2 separate regions of the Pan troglodytes genome follow, and region 2 is linked to region 1. Evidence: chromatin contacts called from public Hi-C data. All regions are on one chromosome and are shown on one strand. Each heading gives the region's core, a stretch centred on a gene start, on an enhancer-like site or on the middle of the called end of the contact. The rest is flanking DNA. Distances are from core to core; before and after follow the strand shown.

Region 1 (6,261 bases), core at 882-3,381:
CTTCCAAATTGCCGAGATTACAGGTGTGAGCCACCACGCCCAGCCTGGTTTCTGTTTTAGAAGAATCATTTTGACCACTGGATTGAGAAAAGACAGAGGGGACAAAGGGAGAAGCAGGATAGTCCAGGTGAGAGGTAGGGGTGGCGTGGACCACAGCAATCACTGTGGAGGTGGAGAAGATGGAGAAATGGTTGGATTTTGATTGTGTGTGAAGGCAGAGCCTGAGATTTCTTGACAGATTGGCTGTGGAGTACATGAGAGAGACATTGATGATGACTCCATTTTTTGGCTTGTGCAAACTGGAAAGGTGACCTGCTTTTCACTGAAATGGAGAAAACGATAGTCCAAATGAGTTTGGGGAAGATCAGTTTGGTTTTGGAAATATTAAGTTTGAAATGCCTCTAGGATTTGAGGAAGCAGCTGGCTACACAGGGCAGAGTCCAGGAGAGAGGTCAGGGCCTGGAGATAGATCCTCAGGAATTAACAGCATATGGATGGCATTGAAAATCGGGAGACTCAATCCCTTGCCAAGGTGTGGAAGTGGTCCGAGGACTGAGGTCTAGGGCAGGTCAAAGTTGAAAGGTCAGGCAGATGGAGGGAGCTTTGAGGTGGGACAAAAACCACAGGGGTCTGGTGTTCTGGAGATCACGTGAAGAAAGGTGACAGGGAGGAGGGAGCAACCTGCGGATCAGCAGTGTCAGATGCTGTTGCTGGGCCAGGACTGAGGACTTAGCACTGGATGTATTAATAGCAACAAGGTTATTATTGGTGACCCGCAAGGAGCCTGGGGGTGAAAACCTGAAAGAGATAACCAAGTGCTCTTAACAATGCTCACATAAAATTTGAAAATGCTCAATAAAATACACACATAAAATTTACCATTTTAACTTTAACTTTATAGGTAAAGACAGGCACTATTATCATCCCGATTTTATAGATGAGAAAATTGAGGCACAGAAAGGTCAGACGGCTAGTGAATGGTGGAGCTGGGATTTGAACCCTAGTAGTCTATCTCAAGATTATAAGGGCTGCTGCGTGCAGTGGCTCACATCTGCAATCTCAGTGCTTTGGGAGGCCAAGGCGGGAGGATTGCTTGAGCCCAGGAGTCCAAGACCAGCCTTGGCAACATAGTGAGACCTCTATCTCTACAAAAAATAAAAAAGCCAGATTTAGTGGCGTGTGCCTGTAGTCCCAGCTACTTGGGAGGCTGAGGCAGGAGGATCCCTTGAGTCCTGGAGGTTGAGGCTTCAGTGAGCCAAGATTGTACTACTGCATTCTTGCCTGAGAAATAAAGCAAGACCCCGTCTCTGAAAAGAGAGAAAGAGAGAGATTATAAACACTATGAAAAAAAAAATGCAAGCCAGTTGTGGCAGCTCATGCCTGTAATCCCAGCACTTTGGGAGAGTGAGGTGAACAGATCACTTGAGGTCACGAGTTCCAGACCATTCTGGCCAACATGGTGAAACCATATCTCTACTAAAAATACAAAAATTAGCCAGGTGTGGTGGTGGGCACCTGTAATCTCAGCTACTAGGGAGGCTGAGGCAGGAGAATCACTTGAACCCAGGAGGCAGAGGTTGCGGTGAGCCGAGATCGTGCCACTGCACTCCAGCTTGGGCCACAGAGCAAGCCTCCGTCTCAGAAAAAAAAAAAAAGAAAAAAAAAATGGAGATCTCTCTGAGACCGAAATGACAGGAGAAACTCTGGGCAGAAGCTCTTTGGTGGCAAGCACAAAGCCATCTGATGAAGAGTGCTGGGTGTGCTCATGGAACAGGAAGGCCAGTATATTGGCTGTGGTGACTGAGAAAGAATTGAGTTGTGGACTGAGTGAATATCTGACTGCCTTGAGCTGTGGTTCTCTCCTGGCGTGATGACTTCTCCAGGTGGCAGGGCACGCACTGCCACATCCTATCCCAGTACAGGACCTTTCTGTTCTCGAGGATATTCTTCCTTAGATTGAGCTCTGCTAGATTCTCCCCAATAGCCATCTTCTCTTCTGTATTAACAGACACCTGAGATTTTTGCTGAGCAATGGCCACTTGGAATAAAGACTACATTTCCCAGCTTCCCTTGCATAAAACACGGCCGTGTGACTAGATCCCAGCCAATGGGCCATAAGCAAAAATGGTATATGCCTCTTCCCAGGCCATGCCCTTCCCCTCCTGCATCCTGGTGCTTGGACAAGTTATGAGCCTAGTTGGACCTTGTGGATAAGGGCCCTGCCCTAGGGATGGTGAAATGGCAGTGAGAAGGAGGTTGGATTTTTGAGTGGTACACAGCAGTCTCGTCAGGTCTAGAGTGTCCCGCAGAATAAAATAAACCTCCAATTGTTTAAGCCAATGTTTCTCAAGCTTACCTGTACATTAGAATCACCTGTGGAGCTTAAAAAGTATGTATATATACTGATTCTTGCCCCTTCTCCTAAATTTCTGATTTAATTGGCCTGAGGTATAGCCTGGCATTGGATAATTTTTTGAGACAGAATCTCCCTCTGTCACCCAGGCTAGAGTGCAGTGGCACAATCTCGGCTCACTGCAACCTCCGCCTCCTGGGTTCAAGCAATTTTCCTGCCTCAGCTTCCCAACAGCTGGGATTACAGGCACCTGCCACCATGCCCAGCTAATTTTTTGTATTTTTAGTAGAGACGGGGTTTCACCAGGTTGGCCAGATTGGTCTCGAACTCCTGACCTCAGGTGATCCACCCACCTTGGCCTCCCAAAGTGTTGGGATTACAGGCGTGAGCCACTAGTGGCTCCTGGCCGGCGTTGGATATTTAAAAATCTCCCCAGCCAAGGTTGAGAACCCTTGGTTTATGTCACTGGTAATTTGGGTTTCTGTTAAACACTTAAACCTATATCCTGATGTGTCCAAGCTCAGGTGGGTCTTGGCTCTTAAAAGCTACGCCTTGAGAATAGAGTCAAACTGCTCTCAGACTGCTGGACAGGCCTTCAAATGAAAAGTCAGGGCCAGGCACAGTGGCTCATGACTGTAATCTCAGCACTTTGGGAGGCCAAGGTGGGAGGATAGCTTGAGCTCAGGAGTTCAAGACCAGCCTGGAGAACATGGTGAAGCCCTGTCTCTACAAAAAATACAAAAATTATCCAGGTATGGTGGTGCATGCCTGTAGTCCCAGCTACTCGAGGGCTGAGGTGGATTGCTTGAGACCAGGAGGTCACGGCTACAGTGAGTCATGATTGTGCCACTGCACTCCAGTGTGGGGAACAGAGTGAGATCTCATCTCTACAAAACAACAACAACAACAACAACAAATTAGCTGGGTGTGATGATGCATGCCTGTAGTCCCAGCTGCTTGGGAGGCTGAGGTGGGAGGATTACTTGAGGCCAGGAGGTTGAGGCTACAGTGAGTCATTATCATGCCACTGCACTCCATCCTGGGCAGAAGAGTGAGACCATGTCTCAAAAAACAAACAAAAAAACCCCCCAAAGTCAGGTGATAGACCTCTTCCTAATTATGTCGTGTTCATCCCTTCACTGGGATGAGGGCTGATCAGGAGGATATTCACCAAGATTGTGATCCTGGAGGAGAGACCTGAGAGGAAGTGTTTCCAGGGGGTGAGGGTTCAGGTGGGTAGAGGAAGTAAAGGGGTAACAGACAGACAAGCTAGGGAGCATGGCAGCTTGAGAAAAGGCTAGGAGTTCATTTGTTACTCCTGAAAAGCAGAATGGGCACATGTGGGTTCTCAAGAATTAAGGCTCAACTGGGTAAGTTGGTGGTGGGTCTTGTATGTCAAGCTCATGAGTTTGACTTTGAACCTGAGGATGTCCAGGGACTTTCAGAGGATGTTAAGCAGGGAAGAAATAGCGTGGCCAGATTTATGTTGTAAAATATTCTGTCATGACAGCATGAGTTGGTTCAAGACTGGAGGTGGGCAGACCAGTTCTGAGGTCCCATGAGAGGTGGTAGGGACCAATGAATGCAACCTGCTTGTGTCTGAAGTTTTGCTAGATGTCTCACATTGTTGATTTACTTTAAGTTTCCAACAAACCTAGAGTTCTCATTGTCAACATTTGTATTGCTTCGAAGCTAGTTCCTACTCGGCCTGCATTTGTCCATCCAGAGCTTAGGGATCTAGGGGAATGGTTATAGGTCCCTTCTAGAATAGTCCCTTCCTCTTAGGAATTGCTTGGGAGATGTTAGTAGAATGAACCATGGCCCAGGTGCATTTTATCTTGTTAGTGCCAGCCTGTCCTAGAAGCAGTCAGGGTAGGGCCAGTATAGGAGAAGGGTTGAAATAAATCTAAAACTTCACCACAGTCCATTGCAAATATTAATGTTTGTGTGAATTACTTTGGGTTCCTTTTAAAACATGAATTCTGGTCCAGCAGGTCCGGAGTAGAACCTGAGATACTGCATTTCTGCAGATGCTTCTGGTCCTGTAGCCACTATGAAAGGGGAGGCATGTGGTTCTCAGCTTTGACTGTACTTTGGAATTATCAGGAGGCTTAAAAAAATCCTGAGGCCTGGGCTCCACACCCTCAGGTTGTGATTTACGGGGCTGGAGTGCTGCCTGGGTATTGGCTATTTTTTTTTAGGTCACATTATTATTCTACTGTGCTGTCAAGATTGAGAAGCAGTGCCTTAGAATCACCTATGAGTGTTTAAAATGTAGGTTCTTAAAACTTTTGATTCTTTAAATCTTGGAAGTAGTGGATGGGTGGTGCATACCTATAGTCCCAGTTACTGGGGAAGCTGAGATAGGAAGATCTCTTGAGGCCAGGAGTTGGAGGTTGCAATAGTCACTGCACTCCAGCCTGGGCAACATAATATGACTTCCTCTCCGAAAAAAAGAAAGAGGCCGGGCACTGTGGCTCACGCCTGTAATCCCAGCACTTTGGGAGGCTGAGGCAGGAGGATCACTTGAGGCCAGGAGTTGGAGACCAGCCTGGCCAATGTGGCAAAACTCTGTCTCTATTAAAAATAGAAAAAATTAGCCAGGTGTGGTGGTGCACGCCTGTAGTCCCAGCTACTCGGGAGGCTGAGTCAGGAGAATCACTTGAACCCAGGAGGTGGAGGTTGCAGTGAGCTGAGATCGCACCATTGGACTCCATCCTGGGTGACAAGAGTGAAACTCCATCTCAAAACAACAAACAAACAAAAACCCCCAAAATTAGCTGGGTGTTGTGGCCCATGCCTGTAATCTCAGCTACTCAGGAGGCCGAGGCAGGAGAATTGCTTGAATGCAGGAGGCAGAGGTTGCAGTGAGCTGAGATTGTGACACCACACTCCAGCCTGAGCATCTCAAATAAATAAATAAATAAATAAAAGAAAGGAAGAAAAACAACTTGAAAGAGGCCTTGCAAGAAATGTGCACTATAGCAAGCACTGTTGGAGAATCTACTGCAGGTAAACAGCCCTTACACTTGGAAAAGGAGCCTGTGGGTCATGGTGATGCCAGAGTGCAGTGATTATGGCGAAGCTGCCTGAGGGTCATGGTTATTGGAATTGGATAGAGCTGATTGGACCTCCAGGCTAGTATTTTCCAGCAACCCTATACTAGTGGGTCAATCACATTTAAAAAACCCTTAACTCTTTTACTTGCCTTTCCCACTAAGATTGACATTTACCCGTGTGATTATTTTTAAAGATTAGATTCCCAAAGTGGAATTTTCAAGAGAAATTATCTTTCAAATTTAGACAGATACTGACAAAAAAAATCATAAAGATACATTTCTAACAACAGGCTATGAGATAATTCTTTCATCACACTTTTGTTTACACGCATAAATCTTTTAAATGTTTTCCATGTGATAGCAGAAAAATGGGGTCCACTGTTGGTTTCGTTTGTATTTCTTTCTTTCCTTTTTTTTTTTTTTCCAGACGGAGTCTTGCTCTGTCGCCCAGGCTGGAGTGCAGTGGTGCACGATCTCGGCTCACTGCAACCTCTGCCTCCTGGGTTCAAGCGATTCTCCTGCCTCAGCCTCCCGAGTAGCTGGGACTACAGGCATGCACCACCACACCCAGCTAATTTTTGTATTTTTAGTAGAGAGGGGGTTTCACCATGTTGGTCAGGATAGTCTGGATCTCCTGACCTGGTGATCCGCCCTCCTCGGCCTCCTGAAGTGCTGGGATTACAGGCGTGAGCCACCGCGCTCAGCTTTTGTTTCTGATGAGTAGCTAAATAGAGTCCTTTTCATTTTTTTTTAAACTACTTACAATTCACCTATGATTTGCCTGATTATACCCATTGCATGGAAATCCTTTGATTCAGTAAGCCTCAGTTTCCTCCTCCGTAAAATGGG
Region 2 (6,488 bases), core at 2,409-4,908, 340 kb before region 1:
GCGGTCAAATCCTAGTTGACTAATACACCAGCCAAGAGGCAAAGCATGCTGGAATGTAGTCAAGAGATCAGCTTGCCTTGACAAGAGAAGGGAAAGGACTAAATTCTGTGGTGCAGCTCCTGTGTGCCGGGTAGGTGCAGGACACACGACCCCATGTGAAGTGCCCCAAACGCTGCCTTCAGATGAGAAACCAGAGGCTCTGAAAAGTATGTTGCATGCCAAAGACCACACTGCTAGGTCATGGCTTCCCTCTGCCTGCTGTTCACCTCCAACATCATCATTGTCATTTTGGCTGGGCTGGTGCTGCTCACTGTGGCCCACATCCAAGAGCTCTCACTTTGCTGACCTTCCCATCTGTCCACAAACATTTACTCAGCTGTGTAATAGATGCTGTGATGCTCTGCCCAGGTTCCCTCTTTGGGGTCTACACACCTATCTATCCTCCAGCTGCTGGGAATACCAGATGCTCACAGCTTACAGCTGCATCCCTTGGTGGACACTGCCCTGGGTGGCAGGGAGCTGCCTCACCTAAGGCTACACCTCTTCCCAGGGGTCCAGGCTGGGATACAAAGGACAGCTCCTGGGCCCCTACAGGACTGTCTGACTCCTCTGTTGCAGCTGCTTTGTGAGTCATCTTCTTTCTACCTGTCCTGCCTTCCTCACTTCCTCACGGGTATATCTCCTGAGGGTACACCCCACAAAAGTCTTTGCACACAATTTTCCATCTCCATATCTTGGAGACTCCCCTTCCACCTGAAAAGGTCCGATCTGGAAAGAGCCCTGGCGGGAAGTCAGCACTCTGTGTTCCTGCACTCACTCCGCTTAAGACAGCCTCATGACCAGAGGCAGGACGTCCCCTCCCTGGGCTCAGGTGCCTGATCTGTAAAAGAGCCACGGCTTTTTCAGTGTTTTCCTCCAAAGTTTAGTAGAGGAGAGAGAACAAGACAATACAATCCACCTGCCCTGGTGGTGCAGCTGTTTACAGGGGCTAAACAAATAAAAGTTCTCGCCACATCTAAACCATCCATGCACATTTCCATGCCATTCCTTGTTATGAGTTGAACTGTGACCCCATAAAAGATGATGCAGTCCTAACCCCCAGGATCTGTGACTGTGACCTTATTTGGAAATAGGGTCTTTGCAGATGATCAAGTTTAAGATGAGGTCATTAGGGTGGGTCCTAATCCCATATGACCGGTGCCCTAATGAAAAGGGGCATTTAGACCTGAAGACAAACAAACATAGAAGGAAGATGATGTGAAGACATAGGAAGAATGCCAGCTGCAAGCCCAGGAATGCTTGGGCTACCAGAAGCTGGAGACAGGCTTGGGACAGATTCTCCCCCAGAGCCCTCAAGGGAAGCCAAGCCTGCTGACACTTTGATTTCAGATTCTGGCCTGCAGAACTGTGAGACAATGTATGTTTGTTGTTTAAGCCACCCAGTTTATAATAGTTATGACAGCCCCAGAAAACTAATAACTCCTTAAAGTATCTTTTTGTCTTTATAAAAATATTTTCCTTCGGGAGCAGTGGCTCACACCACTCCAGGAGGAAGTTACAGGTCAGAGCAGGGGCTTAGGGCTGGGGAGAGCTGGGGTGTTTGAGAATCCCAAAGAAGGTAAATGTGGTTGTGGCCATGCCCCCAAGGACGATGGGTTGAGAGGAGGTCCCTGAGTCCACAGGAACCTTATCAGGCAGACCCTTGTAGGCTCCAAGAAGGGTTTGGATTTTATTCCAAACAGTGGAACAGAATGGTTTAATCTGCATGTTTAAAAGATCAGTCTATACTATATGATCCAGTAATTCCACTTCTGGGTATATACCCAAAGAACTGAAAGCAGGGATTCGAACAGATATTTGAACGCCCATGTTCACAGCGGTATTACCCACAGTCGCCAAAAGATGAAAGCAACCCAAATGTCCTTCAACAGATGAATGGACAAACCAAATGCAGTATATACATATAGTGGAATATTATTCAGCCTTAAAAAGGAATGACATTGTGACACGTGGATGAATCTCGAGGGTATTACACTGGATGAAAGAAGTCAGACACAAAAGGACAAATATTGTATGATGGATTCTATTTTTATGAGGGACCTAGAGTAGTCAAATTCATAGAGGCAGAAAAGGGAATAGGTGGTTAGAAGGGACTGTGGGGAGGGGAGAATGGGAAGTTTCATGGGTATGGAGTTTCAGTTTGGGATGATGAAAACGTTTTGGAGATCAATGGCGGTGATGGTTTCATGACAGTGTAAATGTACCTAATGCCACAGAACTGTACACTTAAGAAGGGTTAAAATGGTAAATTTTATGTTATGTGTATTTTACCACAATTTTAAAAAGCAAAAAGATCTGTTTGGTTGCCCATTGGAGAGGGGAGGGAGAAGCAAGCTGGAGAAAAGTGGGCAGCCCAGGCCCTGTCCCCGCTGCTCCTTGCATTAACCGGCTGGCTCCAGACTGTCCATCCAGAGAACGTGCCTAGGTCCCAGCACTTTGGGTGTTAAACCTGCAGCAGAGGCCAGGACTTGGGGGACTTGGCTCAAAGCTCCCCACATTCGAAATGACACTGCAGCCTTGCATCTAGTTGTCATATGTGGCTAAGATGGGGAGGCTATGGGGCAGAGACCTGGGACCACCAGCTGCTGCCCAGACCCCTTCCCGCCTCCCTGGAATGGAGCATCCTGATCTCCTGATCCCCATCAGAAAACTCCTGCAGGCTCCTTCCTGCACCCGGCCCCTGGCGCTGCCTGGGCAGGCCCAGCACAGGGGAATCACCTTGCCCTGGGGGAAAAAAAAAAAAAAAAGGCGAGAGAGGGAGAAAAGCAGCACAATTAAAATCTTAGTGTATGAATAATTACATTTTAAAAATCCCCACTTTTTTTTTTACATCAAAAGGAATTCTGTAATCAGAGGTTTAATTTGCAGATTTAGTGGCATTTGGCAGGTTAAAAGTAGGTGCTGTGAAGTGAGTAAGCGTGGGATTTGAGGCTGGAAGCAAAGAATGGGGGGATCTGCTCGACCAGAAATCCTAGCTTTGAGCCGCCTCTGAGCTTCGCAGCCGCACTTCCTCTGCCCAAGCCGCCCTCAACTGGGCTGCTGCGCGGGGGCGGGGAGGAGGTGCCGGTGCCGAATGAAGAGGGACAGAAGTCCAGCCCTCCAGCCCTGTGGCCTCGCTTCCTTCTTCTCCTTAAGAATAGCTTTATTGTTTTTTCCTTCTGATTATTTGATCATTGCAAAAAAAAAAAAAAAAATCCTGAACATATAGAAAAGCAAAAAGCAACAGAAAGAAAGAAAACAAAGATCACCTGTAGTTTTGCTGCCTGGAGGGAAGAGTCCCTTTCCCTCTTTCCTAAGATAATGTGGATAAAATCCTGTTGCCAACTGGACTAAGCTTTACAAAAGCACAGTTTTATTACTCTACTTTTCCTTTCCCTCTTCTCTTCTGAGGGTCTCCCTCTTTCCTTCTCCAAGGGAAAAAATGAATCAAAACAAAACAGGAACTTTCACAGATTAAAGTGGGAAAAGGAGGTTTTGGCCCAAGAAACTTCCCGGAGGAGATGCCTCCTGGAAGGGGTTTGGAGCAGGGCAGTCCCTGGGGGTGGGGCCAGAGGGCAACAGAGAAAGAGAACCCTGGGTGGCATCCCACAGGGAAGGGAAGGAAAAGAGGCAGGAGTGGGTTTCCATCCCCTGTGTCAACCAGTCGCTGGGGGCGGGCAGTCCAGGAAGGGGAGCCTTGGGTCAGGTGACATTCCTTAAAGGAGGCCATTTCCACGTAGGGACCAGAGTGCTGGCTGTCCACAAAGAACTCCCAAGAGCTGGTAGTGTGCCCTTCAACCCCAAGGAGGTGTGTGTGTGAGAGAGAGAGAAAGAGAGAGAGAACGAGAGAGAGGAGGAGGAGGAAGCAGGGAGAGAGAGGAGAGAGGGAGAGAAGAGAGAAGGAGGGAGAGAGAAGCGACAGAGGAGAGAGAGGAGAGAGAGAGGAAAGAGGGGAGAGAGAGGAAAGAGGAGAGAGAGAAAGACAGAGGAGGAAAGAGGAGAGAGAGAGAAAGAGAGAGGAAAGAGGAGAGAGAGGAAAGAGGAGAGAGAGAGGAAAGAGGAGAGAGAAAGAGGAGAGAGAGAGAGGAAAGAGGAGAGAGAGAGGAAAGAGGAGAGAGAGAGAGGAAAGAGGAGAGAGAGAGGAAAGAGGAGAGAGAGAGAGGAAAGAGGAGAGAGAGAGAGGAAGGAGGAGAGAGAGAGGAAAGAGGAGAGAGAGAGGAAAGAGGAGAGAGAGAGGAAAGAGGAGAGAAAGAGAGAGAGAGGAAAGAGGAGAGAGAGAGAAAGAGAGGAAAGAGGAGAGAGGAAAGAGGAGAGAGAGAGAGGAAAGAGGAGAGAGAGAGGAAAGAGGAGAGAGAGAGAGAGGAAAGAGGAGAGAGAGAGAGGAAAGAGGAGAGAGAGAGAGAGAGGAAGGAGGAGAGAGAGAGGAAAAAGGAGAGAGAGAGAGAGAAAGCTGGCGCTCACTAAGGCATACGCGCCAAAGGCTCCTTGAGAAACTGTGTAGTTGCTGGACTATTTCAGATGTATCCGCTAAGACAAAAGGCACCTGCAGGAAGGGGACGGTAGTTGGGCTGTACTGCAGCCTCTCAAAGCCATGTGGCAATCTGGTAGTTTGAGGGAACAGGACAGGTACTTTTAGGAGACATGAAGGTGGTAGCACAGAGAGACCTTCCTGAGGAAGCTGAAGCTGCTGGCCCCACAGCCTCTCCCTAAGCCCTCGTGGGTGGAATAGCTCGCACAGACACTACAGATGCCTGGCGGATATTAATGGTTACCATTATTTTAGCATGGCCATCTCCTCCCCCAAGAAACTGGAGTTCTGCCTTAAAGCCAGAAAATGGAGATGTAGGTTGAGGAGCTTGTCCCAGGACTCACAGTTAAGAAACGGCTGAAAGGGCTGGGCGTTTTGGCTCCCGCCTGTGATCTCAGTGCTTTGGGAGACTGAGGCAAGAGGATCCCTTGAGCCCAGGAGTTTGAGGCTGCAGTGAGCCGTGATGGCACCATAGCACCCAGGCTCAGCAACAGAGCTAAACCCCAGGAAAGAAAGAAAGAAGGGAGGGAGGGAGGGAGGGAGGGAGTTGGGGGGGAGTGGGGAGAGAGAGAACTTGTCATTCTGAAATATTTTTTACAAGTACAATGTATTGAAGGGACGTGAAGATGATTAAAATGTAGTAATGTTATTGGATCTCACTAGACAGCAGAACATGGTCTCACAGATTCTTTGGAGCAAGAAGTTATTGAAGGGAGATTTATATTTTTACTTTAGAATAGAATTGTGAAATTCCAGAAATTAAACTATTTTTATTTTGTTAATAACTAAATAGATCAAGATTTTAAAAATATAGATGTATCTTTTGGTGTAAAGTATGATCCCTAGAAATTTTTTAAATTGAAGTAAATCACTGCATTATTTAAAAACCATCTTTCCATTTAATATAAAGAGCAAGGTAGCTGTTTTGGAGCTTTGTTATCAGGTTCAATATCAAGTCTATTTTTATATTTTATTTTTCTCACTGCACAATGTAGCAAAGAAGAAAAGATCAACTGCCTATTTTGCAATATTTGTACAGTGCTTTATTGTTATTATTTTTAGCAATTAATTATTTTGTTTTGAACAGCTCTCCTCCCAGCTTTTTAGAAACTGAAGGGTGTCTCTTCATTTGGAGGCTGCCTGACTTTGTGATTGTCTGTCAGAACCAGTTTGGGAGCACGTGATTCTGCTTTTTACTTAAGAACTTCCTATAGAATTACCATATGACCCAGCAATTCCACTTCCAGGTATATATCCAAGGGAATGAAAATCAGTTTGCTGCAGATAGATGTTTTTATTCCCATGCTCACTGCAGCACTATTCATACTGGTGAAGTTATAGAATCAAACTAAGTGTCCATCAACGAATGAATGGGTAAAGAAAATGTGGTATGTATACACAATGGAATACTAGTCAGCCTTAAACAAGATGGAAATTTTGTCATTGGTAGCAACATGGATAAACCTAGAAAAAATTTTGTTTGTTAAGTGAAATAAGCCAGGCACAGAAAAACAAATATCACATGTTCTCACTCATATGTGGGAGTGATATGGTTTGGCTCTGTGCTCCCACCCAAATCTCGTCTTGAATTGTAACTCCCACAATTCCCACGTGTCATGGGAGAGACCCAGTGGGAGGTGATTGAATTATGAGGGGAGGTCTTTCCTGCACTGCACTGTTCTCGTGATAGTGAATGAGTCTCACGAGATCTGACGGTTTTAAAAAATGGGAGTTTGCCTGTACAAGCTCTCTATTTGCCTGCCACCATCCATGTAAGACGTGACTTGCTCCTTCTTGCCTTCTGCCATAATTATAAGGCTTCCTTAGCCACGTTAAACCTTAGTCCAATTAAACCTCTTTCTTTTGTACATTGCCCAGTCTCAGGTATGTCTTTATCAGCAGTGTGAAAACACACTAATAC

The links. A called contact is a pair of places that touch in the nucleus more often than the background predicts.
Region 2: a Hi-C map of induced pluripotent stem cells shows a contact between it and region 1, with 2.0 times the contacts expected there. The contact joins two enhancer-like sites. A contact is called at or near these places in 2 of 7 Hi-C or Micro-C datasets (both in induced pluripotent stem cells).

What each region holds. Positions count from the first base shown.
Region 1 is chr12:35,124,406-35,130,666 of NHGRI_mPanTro3-v2.0_pri, reverse strand. All of the region lies in intron 2 of LOC104005065 (a long non-coding RNA gene), which reads left to right. Among named protein-coding and RNA genes, the nearest start is that of SPMIP9, 22 kb to the left of the region's middle. Within about 2 kb of position 2,131, at least 1 of the 24 cell types and tissues checked has an H3K27ac peak or open chromatin away from gene starts, as enhancers often do. A contact at or near this core is called in induced pluripotent stem cells, where this site is marked.
Region 2 is chr12:35,470,116-35,476,603 of NHGRI_mPanTro3-v2.0_pri, reverse strand. No RefSeq gene overlaps it. Among named protein-coding and RNA genes, the nearest start is that of THNSL2, 30 kb to the left of the region's middle. Within about 2 kb of position 3,658, at least 1 of the 24 cell types and tissues checked has an H3K27ac peak or open chromatin away from gene starts, as enhancers often do. A contact at or near this core is called in induced pluripotent stem cells, where this site is marked.